Linked DNA regions of Mus musculus: region 2 is linked to region 1. Evidence: chromatin contacts called from public HiChIP or PLAC-seq data. All regions are on one chromosome and are shown on one strand. Each heading gives the region's core, a stretch centred on a gene start, on an enhancer-like site or on the middle of the called end of the contact. The rest is flanking DNA. Distances are from core to core; before and after follow the strand shown. Region 1 overlaps Ptprs (protein tyrosine phosphatase, receptor type, S). Region 2 holds the start of Ptprs (protein tyrosine phosphatase, receptor type, S).

Region 1 (5,312 bases), core at 1,749-4,248:
CAAACCCCCTTTACATCCCTCAGAGCTTCGAGAAGGTTGGTGTGGCTTTTTTCTTTTTTACTTTCTTTACCCACATTTTTACATTCTGAAAAAAAAAAAAAGAGAACAAAAAAACACTGATACGTGCTCACACACACAAGAAACAGGCAGACACCGCGCAGGACACACGCACACATGCACACAGAAAATGAATAGCAAAACAGATGTAAAGTGGAATCAGGTATCGAGCCTAAAGCAAGCAACCCAGAAAGACACACAGAACCTAATGTCAGCCGCTGGCCAGCGCGGCCGGCCGGCACACGCGATGCTTGCATTGTGGTCGCCTCTGCATCCCTTGGTAATGTTGTTGCTAAGTTTTTTGCACTCCTCGTCGTCATGGTAACTTGGGCCTGATGCATGCTGGGAGAATGTAAAAAAAAAAAATTCTCTGCATGCCACTCTTGTCATTGGTGGATCCCCAGCCTCTGTTGGAGTGTTTGTCTCCTGTTTCATTTTTTTGTTTCTTTTTTTCTTTTTCTTGTTTTCTTTCTTTTTCTTATTTTCTTTCAAAACTTTTTTTATAAGTTTTGTTTTGGGGGATCAATTGGTTCTTCAAACACATTTCTGCTCTGCCTCCCCCCACTGGACACCCTCCCCCACCCCCCCCAAAGCTATGTCTTTGGTTCTGTCTTGTTCTGTGCTGTTTGGGTTTTGGTTTTCTTGGGCTGAGCTGTTGTGGTTGTTACCAAATGCATTGTGAGTTTAAAGCCAGTGTTCCTGTCCCAGCTGTCACCCAGAGGGTGGAAGGGGTCCCACAGCTGGGATGCTGTGACAAAAAGTGACCACTTAGGCATCATATGACCAAGGGCACAAGTGGTGGTGGGGCGCCCAGGTTAACCATGCTTCCTTCTCCATTGCCCTCTACGCACCTGGCAGGAAACAGTCAGCCCCCAAGCCCATTCTCCTGCCTCAGCATATTTCAAACCTTGTCCTCCCAAAGTACACAGCCAGGGTCTGCCAGTGCACCCCCCCAAGTTTCTGCTCAGTATTGGCCAACCTAAAAAGGAGTGGGGTGCCACAGCTCAAGGGTCTCGAGAGCTTGGCAGAAAGGACACAGTGTGGCAGCTGGAAGTGGCTTCATGCAGCTAGGCTTACCTAGCATTGCCTATGGGGTGGGTGAGTGATGTGACAGCCTCTGAGAGAATACCTGGCCAGCAGCAGTGCACCTCCAGGTGCAAGCACAGATGTGCTGTCCCACAATGTGGTCACTTTCTGGGTCTCCTGAGCATCAGGGCTGTGGAACTCCGGAGAAAACCAGGGGCATTTGGGGCGTGGCCTCTCCCCGACTCTCTGCCCTTCCCTCTTTCTAAACGTTCTTTTTTCCTCTCTCTTAGTTCTTGTTCTTTCTGTGTGTCTCTCTCTCTCTCTCTCTCTCTCTCTCTCTCTCTCTCTCTCTCTCTCTCTCTCTCTCTCCTGAGATTCACACATCCACCATCTGCCCTATCCACCTTAAAGAATGGAAACCCCTTTAATTCCCAGTCTGCGCTGCACCTCACTGCTCCAGGGGATAACTGAGAGCCAAGCTCCCCTAGGCAGGTCACCCACCCACAGCCTCCTCTGTACCTTCCCAGTTATTAAACCCAGAGCCTGATCAGGAAAGTTCTCTAGATGCACCAGGAAGGGATACTGTTGCCTCTGCTCTCAGTTGGTATAGAAGTTGCCAGCCTGAGCCACAGGCAGACTCCCAGGTCCCTCCGCAAAGCAGGTGCTGGGGACAGGGAATGCTCACGGACCACCTAACCTTGGAGATCACTCCTGTCCAGGCCTGGGGCACACACTCAACCTTGGCAGGTACTGATTTCCAGGTGTGTGAACTTGGGCTTCTCATTTGACCTCTTACGAGCTCTCAGTCCTCAAGTGAACTGTGAAGTTGACAGCATCACACACCCGGGACAAAGATGATCCTGGGCACCCACATGAATTGAAAAGGGAGGAAGAAAGGGGCCTCTAGCCTTAGGTGGCCGGGTGTCTCCAGTGTCCTCTGTTTAAATGTGGCAGTCTAAGGGACAGTGGTGAGACTTGCTAAGCATACTCTTAGCCCTGAGTTCAGATCCAGAACCACATAAAAATAAAATGGCCTGTGGGGGCTGCAGCCGGTGGGAGCTGGCTCAGAGAGCACCACAGTGCAGAAGTGAATCTGCGAGCCCGCCTGGATCATTTGTTCTTTATTGGTGTTTTTCTGAGGCCTATCCTCTGGAGACAGGTGGCTCCTCTGGGGCCAGTGATGTCATTTTCCCCCTTGTGGTTTTTGCTGAGGAAGTCCTGGGGCCCAAGAGAGGCAGATGAGGGCACCCTGGAGCGCTAAGGCCCCCTTGGCACACAAGAACCCACCAGGCGAGCAGGCCTGTGAGATCTACAGTGACATGGAAACTCCCTCACTGCAAAGTCAGCAGCCCTAGAAACAGACAGACAGACAGACAGCCCCGGCTGCCCCCCCAACTAGCAGGCTCAGCTTTTGAGGAAGCCCCAAGAGCTGCACTACCCTTGACCTTTGGGGACTCAGAGCCTGATAGAAGGTTGTTTTTAAATGTACATTCTGCCCCTGTCTGGGATTTCCTGAGGGAAGCCGGTGCCAGGAGACAGCCAGATGATGTCATTGAAGGCTCTTCACATTTTTCCTCGTCAGTAGTTTAAAGCTACAAGCCTTTTAAGAGGTTTGCAGGTTAACCTGCACCAGCGTTGCGGTGTCGGGGATCTGAGCCTCTAATGCTGGCTTCCTATTACCCTGTACAGCCAGCGAGGCCGAGGAGACCCCCAGTCCCTACATGATTTCTGAGCTCAGCATGCTCTCAGACCCTCAGAGGCTGACCTGCTCCTGTCGCCTGGACAGATAGGTTGGCCTTCAGTGACATTTCTGTACCCAAATCCTGGAATTTGTCACCTGACTTATAGGTCCCCCATTCTCATGTCCCCAGAATGGGAACTGTGAGAGATCTGGAGCCTGGAACTGCTCTCACTTCCCCAGATGCTCTGTGGGATCTGTTGCTCAGCTCCCCTTCCCATTGGCTGTGCCCTTGACAGAACACGAACTCCCCATCACCCTGTCCTGTACTGAAGGAGAGGGTCTCAGGGCGGGGAGACTCCAGTGGGGTCTGGTGGAAGTGGGGAGGGCATCCCACAGGAACACTGAGCACTGACTGACATGTCGCCTGCTGCCTGCCTCACCCTCTGCATCTGTGTCCCTTGTGGGCCGGGTCGGTCAGGACATTAGATTACACCTGGTCCTTGGGAGAAGCCACAGTCTCCCATGGCCACAGTGTCGGATGGGGGTGGGGAAAACAAATTGGCAAGAAGGTAAGGGGAATCAAAGAGGGAGACAGGGCTCCCCCTCACAGACACATGGAATGCTGGGAAATGACTGTGGGCTACAGACCCAACAGCCTGCCAAGACCACTTGCTTAGCTGCCCCGGCCAGGGCTTGGGGCCCTCTGGGCCTTCATATGGCAGCTTCCTGGCCAAGGGAGCCAGGGGTGGAACTGGAGGCAGGCGGGAGGGGAAGGGACGGGGGAATAGGCTTTGAGCTTGGGCCTCTGCCTGCCCCCTGTGACAGGTGTAATCTAAAAACCTTACTCAACTCCCACCCCAGAGGCTGCACAAGTCCTTGGCACATCCCCACCCCAGCTCGCATCTACATACTCATTTTGGAGTTTAGAGAACCAGCCACATTTTTCTCTCACTCCAAAATGCCCAGCAGAGTCCCGCCCCCCATCTGCGGCTTGCTTGATCCTTAGTTGTGCAACACTGTTGGGACCCTTTACCTAGCGCTTCAACCAGGCCACCTCACATTTTGAGTTTTTTCCCCACTCACCCCTCCTGCCCTCCCTACCTACCCCTCACCCTTAAACCCCCACATTGAAGTTTTGGTTTCTGCCTCTTCCTGCTTGGGGGAGGGGCTGTCTCCTAGTTCTGATGCTTTTTCAGTTGGTTTGATTTTTTTGGTTTTTTTTTTTTTTTTGGCCATGTGAATCGGGGTTTGAAGCGACCATCCCCTCCTAACCTGCCACCACCATCCCCCACCCCTGCCACCCAACCCTCCTGACCCCACTCACCCACTTGGGTTCCCCCTGCTGGGACCCTCCCCGGCTACTCGGTGACCAGAAGAGCTGGGGACCAGAGCCAGCTGGAGCGTGCCGAGGACCAAGGCTGGTGTTGCCCCTTATAACCCGCCTGGACCCTCCTTTCAGGTCGGTAATTTGGGGCGGGGGTCCCTCGGGGCCTGTCCATCCTGTGGGCTCTGCGCCCACCTTATTTCCTAATGTGCACCTCAAGCCTGCAGCCAAGGGGTGGAGGAACAAAGCGGGTGGGCGACTGCCCAGAAGTGGGCAGAACACAGCATCAGCCGTCACGCCCACTGGCTGGGAGGAGATGACAGCCACCTCCTGCCTGCAGCACCCTCCCCTGCATACTCTGGCAAACCAGCCCACTTCCCACAGGACACAGAAACCAACAAAGAGCCCTGAAGGCCAGTGGGCAACATTTCTTGGATGCCCCAGACACCTTTGCAGCTGATGGGAGCTGACATTGAACTGATTGGGGCTGGCCATTCAACATCAGAACCAATGACCATTGAGATGACATGTGGTCCCACCCAGCATTTCATGAACACAGTCAGCTCTGGATAGAAACTGCATATTCAGGTCACTTGTAGCTTCTTTGTTTTGAAAACTGAGGTCACTTGCACACAGCAGCACCCTTGACGATAAATATAAACTAAAGTTGGGTCAGACATGAGCAGAGCCTGTAGAACCAGATACCTGGTCCTCAGTGACCAAGTGAGCTCTGTAAGCTTTGGGCTCTGTCCCTTTAGTGTTCCACACATTGCACTAGTGGCCTCAGGGTATAGCATGTATGACAATTGCCGGTAAGGCTCAGCTAGGGCCCATGGCTCACATGACTGGGGATGTTCATTCTCTGCATCCCCCGGGAAAGATTAACACATTTAAAAGAACTGAGATGGTGAAAAGGGGACACTCAGCTGTCATTGCTGCTCGCCTGTGATTGGGAGAGTGGCAGGCGTGGCTTTGAGGTTGGCAACTCTTCATTCTCCTTAGCTTCGTCACCTCTCTGGCTGGCTGTGTCCTCTGCTGCAGACTGGACTTATTAGAGGCAGTCAAATGAGGCAGCTCTGTAGCTCAGACCTCCAGGTCACAGAGAGTTACAATGAGTTGGAGGCCAGCCTGGGCTACAGAGCAAGACCCTGTCTCCACAGATAGCTGTTGATTGATAGAGATAGAAGATAGGCAGTGGCTACTGTGGATGAGATGGCAGAGATG
Region 2 (5,312 bases), core at 1,560-4,059, 34 kb before region 1:
TTGCAAACAATCAAACAAACAAATCCTAAACATATCCCAGAGCCCCACAATGCCTCTTGTCTGGCAGCCTCAGTTTCTCCTGCTGTGACAGGGGTGTTGGGGCTGCACTTTCTGGGCACCCTTGAATCACAGACTGTGGCCTTCCCATCCTGTACCAGTCACCCATGACAGCAAAGGCTTTGAATTGTGATTGTAGACATGGGCTGGAGTTTCTGTCCTATGATGGCACTCGAGCCACTCTGGTATGTTTATATTGAGGAAAAAAAATTCTTTACCTCAGGCTGACCTTAAGTTCATTCTACAGTCGAGGTTGATCTTAAGCCCCTCATTCCCATGTCTCTGCCTCCTGGCGGCATGAGCTCCAATCACAGAATCCCTAATCGGCTAGAAGAAGCCTTTTGTGAACACTGGGCACTCCACTGGAATTGAAAGAAAGAAAGAAAGAAAGAAAGAAAGAAAGAAAGAAAGAAAGAAAGGAGAGAGAGAGAGAGAGAGAGAGAGAGAGAGAGAGAGAGAGAGAAGAGAAAAACAGGAAATAATAACCAGGTACTGGAAGTTGCCAAGAAGAGCGTGGGCATCTGGGGAGAGCCCCTCGAGCCCCACAGACTCAGGAGGGAAGGAATGTTCCAGAGCGAACTTTTCACCCAACAATGAGTCATACTGCCCTCCGTGTGTGTGCCAGGCTGGGCAGAAAAACCAGAAGTTTAGAGCCCACTGGGTCCCGCCCTGGATCCAACACAGCCCCCTCAGAGAAGACCGGTTCTGCTGGTCTGCTCAAATATGGTCACTGCTCAGTACCTCCCCTTAGGGGGCTGGGTGCAACAACAGTTAGAATATGCTGAAATCATTGTGCAAAGTTAAGCGGTGACCCCGACCTTGCGGCCTGAGCCACGCCCCCAAGCCTCTCTTGGGGAATTCTAGGCTCCACCAATTGCGGTGATTGGTAGGATGACTCACCTCACTCTTCCTACAGCCCTAAGTCATCAGCTGTTGCCACACAGAGACAGGACATCGAGGCACAACCCGAGCAAGGAGCCTGCGTCATGAGAAGCAAACGGAGGGTCATAGCATTTCTGACTGTGAGAATACCTCTTCAGCACAATATTGGGAACAGTCTGCCAGGAAGTGGTTCTGGGAATGGTCGTCTCTGAGCAGCGAAAGGAACATCTCACTAGGCTGAGGACCAGCATGTACCAGGGCCCTGGGGCAGGCCGGAACCTGTGTGGGAGGAGTAGGGGCAAAGGAGGAGCAGGAGTCTGCTGTGACTGAAGCAGAGGTAGCGATGGCCGCCCTAAGTGGCTGAACACATAACCGGCTTTGGGTTGATATATTGTTGCCTGTCTATGCTCTGTCAGCTGCAGGCCGATTGTTCTGTTTTGTTACTTCTGTGTAAATGGCATTTAACACAGCGGGGATCTGAGAGGGGATGAATGGCCACTGGAAGCTTCCAGACTCTCAGACCCGCGGTTTACATGTTCCCCTTCGCTGCTCACGAGGACCCAGGGGGCAGAAGCGGTTACTCAGTTCGGACAAACAAGGCAAGGCCTGGTTCCCTCCCTGATGGATGGCCAGTCTGCTCTGGCATGGCCAGTCCTGCCAGCACCCAGCTCCATAATATATGAGTACACACTGTGTGCAGCCAACAGTGCCATACACCTGCAGGGACTATGCAAGGATGTGGACATCTCCACAGAGTACCCAAACTTCAAGTACCTGCTGTGCATGAGAGAAACTACACTAAGGGCCCCTGAACACTATGCAAACCTCCGGCACCTTCTACGTGCTCCAATCTCGACTAGCACCACGTACGTCAATCAGGGTCACCCCAGTCAGGCAAGAGGACAAAGCCGTCTCTGCTAAACTGGCCGCGGTGCAGGCTCTGGGAAGCCCTGTTCTTAATTTAGGCTCCTTGTCAATTATTCATGGCACTCTTCCCCGTTTATGACCCAGTCCTTCCGCCCGGACTCTTCGGCTCCAGGCTCTTGCTCATGTCTCCAGCTCTGGGCCGGAATGAATGAATTCCAGAGGGGAAAAAAACCCAGACTGTAAAACAAAATCGTTTCGTTATTTGAGGCAGGGTCTCAGGTGCAGTCCACACTCGACTCACACTTGCAGCAATTCTCCTGCTGCTGTCTAAAAGTTTCGCACCCCATGCCTGTGACTACTCTTTTCTTTAAGGTGTTTTTCAGTCTTTTGCTGCATTTCATCTGTTTGGCATGTCTAGTAACTCAGTGGACATGGGTGTGTGCATACATGTGGAGGTCAGCGCCATAGGAGTCAGATTCCTCCTTCCACTATGGGACTTTGGGGATTGAAGTCAGGTTCTCTGGCTTGGGCTGCAAACACCTCTATTTGCCGAGCCATTTTGAGCCCCACCCCCACTTTTAAAAAATTTTTTTTAATGCCCAGCTCATCCTCCTTTTCCCAAGCTGGTCTCGAATTCATTGTTATCCCAGGCTGTTCAAAAACGACGTCCTCCTGCTTCAGCCTCTTCAGCCAGCAAGGCGGGCTTGATGGGAAAGATTTTAGGGAAAGGATATTTTGGCCAAAGAAAGCAGAGTGGGGAGACAGGCAGGAGGCTCAGGTCATCCTCAGTGTAACTTGAGGCCAGCATGGGCTACAACAGAACTTGAGTTTAAAAGGAATCCAGAGGAGACAGGCCGGGCCACGTGTCCCACGTCCCACGTGCTCCCCGGGCCTTCTACAGGCTCCTGAAGCACGTGACCCAGCAGCGCCTCCTCACTGGGCAGGCATCTGCGCGCAGGCGCAGTACTGTACACGGCCAGGCCCCAGGGCCGCGGCGGCGGAAGGGGTGACGTCACCGGCTGGGGGCGCGCGAGCCGCAGTGGGGTTTTGCCCCGCCCGCCAGGCAGCTCGGGCCGCGCGCACACGCGGAGCCGCCGGAGCCCGGGCCGACCCGGTGCCGGGAGCAGCATGCGGAGCCCGCAGGTACCGGGGTGCACGGGGCGCACGGGGGACACAGGGGGCGGGGTGGGCGGCGCCGGCTTTGTGCTTCCAAGCTTCTCCGCCTTTGTGCTCCGAAGGGGGTCCGGGCTGCAGCCGTAATCGGATTCTGCAAGAAGGAGAGGGATGTGGAGGACCTGGAGGGATGGAGCTGGAGAAATGGGGACCGCGAGGGTTGTGGACCCGGAGGGACAGAGACCCACAGAAACGGGAACCGGTAGAGACAGGGTCCAGGAGGGATGAGGACGCGCGCGGGCGACTTGGCCCGTACCCAGGGTCACCGACTGCACCAGCCGGGCGGGGACGCGGTGTGCGGTGCGCGGTGTCAGCGTCTGGAGCTGCAGACCGGGCCAGGCGCCTCAGATCACCTGGGGCTTCGGTTCCACCCTTCTGCGGTCCGGGCGCCCCCAACCCCCGACCTCCCCCAGCTTTGGGATTGGGACTGCTCATCCACCCTCATCCTCGCGATGCGGGGGCCTGTGGGGAACCCCGGGGAGCCAGCCTGCGGCCCTAAGGCCCCCGGTACACCCCAAGAGCCCCCCGACTGGCTGAGGGTGGTGACGTCACCGGGGGCGGGGACTGGGGCGCAGAAGGAAATGGGGTCCGAGAGCAGGTACCCCCGTTGCAATGCGAGCTGGGTCAGGGCCAAGTTCTCTGCTCATCGTGGAGCCTCTTCACCCCCAAACCCCAGCACCACTATGAGCGAGGATCCTTTTGATTGCCACACCCCCCAAATCCCTGTGCGTTACCCCTTTTCCCTGCTCTCAAATCTGCCTCCATATGCCCCCGAAAACCTGCAGCAGGTGTGAGCGCCCATCTTCCCGGTCACCCCTCACCTCGTCTCTCCCTCCAGTAGAACCTCCTAACGGTCACTTCCCCGGGTGTCTCCTGGCCTGGCAGGGGTTCCCTTACGCTCACTTTCCAACCTGAGCAAGGATGTCCCTCCCCCAATAAACCGTCCTTGGTGCTCACATGGAGACCTCTGAGGTGTCCCAAGCCTGGATGGGCACTCGGGGATCCAAAGAGTCTTCTACAGAGCAAGAGGGATCCCGAGGGTGTTAGATTGGTGGACACATCCTGTTCACCCATCTTTCTGCACCTGGATCCTGGGTCCTGGCTTCTGTACCCCCCGGGGGGTGCTGCTGTCTCTATGGTGCAGATAACGGCCGTCTGCTTTGTCTGGGCTAGCCTGGGACCCTCCTACTCGGGCTCTGGCCTCTCTTGCCAGCTGCGACTCCTTCCTTCATTAAAGGCCGGGTAGTGGGAGCTGCCATTTGCATAGACTCCCCTCCCCCCTGCCCGGTCTTTTCTCCTTTCTTTGTGTCCCTCCCCCTGTCAATCTCCAGCTGCCTTCTGTCCCTGCTCCTGCCTTCTGCCAGCTGATTTCTTGGCGGCTGCAGGCGGGCAGCTGGAGCTGGGGGCGGCTTCCCGCCCCGACCAACCTCAGAGTCCCCAGCTCGGAACAGTGGGGGGACACTTAGGTCCCAGATAATGTCTGTGCCTGGCCTCCGGTCCGTCTCCCTGCCCATCGCGCCTGGGTCTCCAGAGACCCACAAACTCCCGTCCTGTCCCTTGTGGGGCCCCAAGGAGTATGGGGGGGACACACCCTCACCATGACATTGCATTTCTTCTTGGGGATGGCTCTCCCACCCCCAGTCCCCCGGGGGAAACCAGCCACCCGCCACTGAGATTGCCCTGAGCATCCTCCTAATTGGGCTCAGGGCGAACGAACCGTCGCGGGAGCCCGGGCTTCCAGGCGAGCTCTGCGGCCGGTATCGCGCCCTGGAGGGTGACATCCGTGTCCCCGGAGGATTGGGGGGCTGTGGCCAGGTGCCAGTCTTGGGGCGGCGCCCGCAGGGGACAGCGATGCCGACCGGGTGTGGCCAGGAAGGCTGAGGTCTGTCCGCGGGTCCCATGGGATTGGGGGCTCTTGGTGTGTGGCAGGTTCACAGAAGGGGACCCCACATCCACGGTCCCCACGCTGCAGTGTGGCCGTGACCCTCCGCACACTGGATTAGTCTCAGAGCCTCTGGGGCCCTTGTCTCTACCCCAGGAAGTCGGGGTGTCCTCGTGTCCCTCGTGGACTCAAAGGCGGCCAAGTGCCTCTTGGTGACTCAGTTTCCCCTGCTGCGTTGACTCTGTGTGTCTCTCGGTGTCCGCGGACCTGTGGCTTCGCTGATGTCCCCACCTGCCGCGTGGCCCTGTCGCGCTGGCCCCGCGCTCACCTGTTCCCTGTGTCTCAGCCGCCGCGTGGGGGAAAGGAGGGAGCATCGAGAAAGTTCGGGGTGGGGGCGAGCCAGAGGAAAAGCCTAAAAATAAAGATAGATATTTATAAACCCGCCGGGTCG

The links. HiChIP or PLAC-seq counts read pairs in DNA pulled down with a chosen protein or histone mark.
Region 2: an H3K27ac HiChIP or PLAC-seq map of bone marrow-derived dendritic cells shows a contact between it and region 1, with 2.1 times the contacts expected there. The contact joins the promoter of Ptprs here to the enhancer-like site in region 1. A contact is called at or near these places in 6 of 39 promoter capture datasets (cranial neural crest, embryonic stem cells, liver and 3 more), 2 of 15 datasets of contacts at CTCF or cohesin (CD8 T cells and the G1E-ER4 cell line), 30 of 484 Hi-C or Micro-C datasets (B cells, the C2C12 cell line, CD4 T cells and 21 more), 21 of 115 datasets of contacts at active chromatin or transcription factors (the 230-238 cell line, CD8 T cells, DN3 thymocytes and 15 more) and 4 of 9 other capture datasets (adipose tissue, liver, macrophages and 1 more).

What each region holds. Positions count from the first base shown.
Region 1 is chr17:56,440,622-56,445,933 of GRCm38.p6, reverse strand. All of the region lies in intron 6 of Ptprs (protein tyrosine phosphatase, receptor type, S), which reads left to right. Among named protein-coding and RNA genes, the nearest start is that of Mir6977, 24 kb to the right of the region's middle. Within about 2 kb of position 2,998, at least 15 of the 459 cell types and tissues checked have an H3K27ac peak or open chromatin away from gene starts, as enhancers often do. A contact at or near this core is called in bone marrow-derived dendritic cells, bone marrow-derived macrophages and conventional type 1 dendritic cells, where this site is marked.
Region 2 is chr17:56,473,977-56,479,288 of GRCm38.p6, reverse strand. Ptprs (protein tyrosine phosphatase, receptor type, S) reads left to right here and starts at 2,809. Exons shown (of 33, transcript NM_011218.2): 1 at 2,809-2,949. It overlaps Gm32822 (a long non-coding RNA gene), which reads right to left. Exons shown (of 4, transcript XR_385656.4): 1 at 3,937-5,312; 2 at 958-3,073. It overlaps Gm9258 (a long non-coding RNA gene), which reads left to right and starts at 3,016. Exons shown (of 1, transcript XR_105855.2): 1 at 3,016-3,941.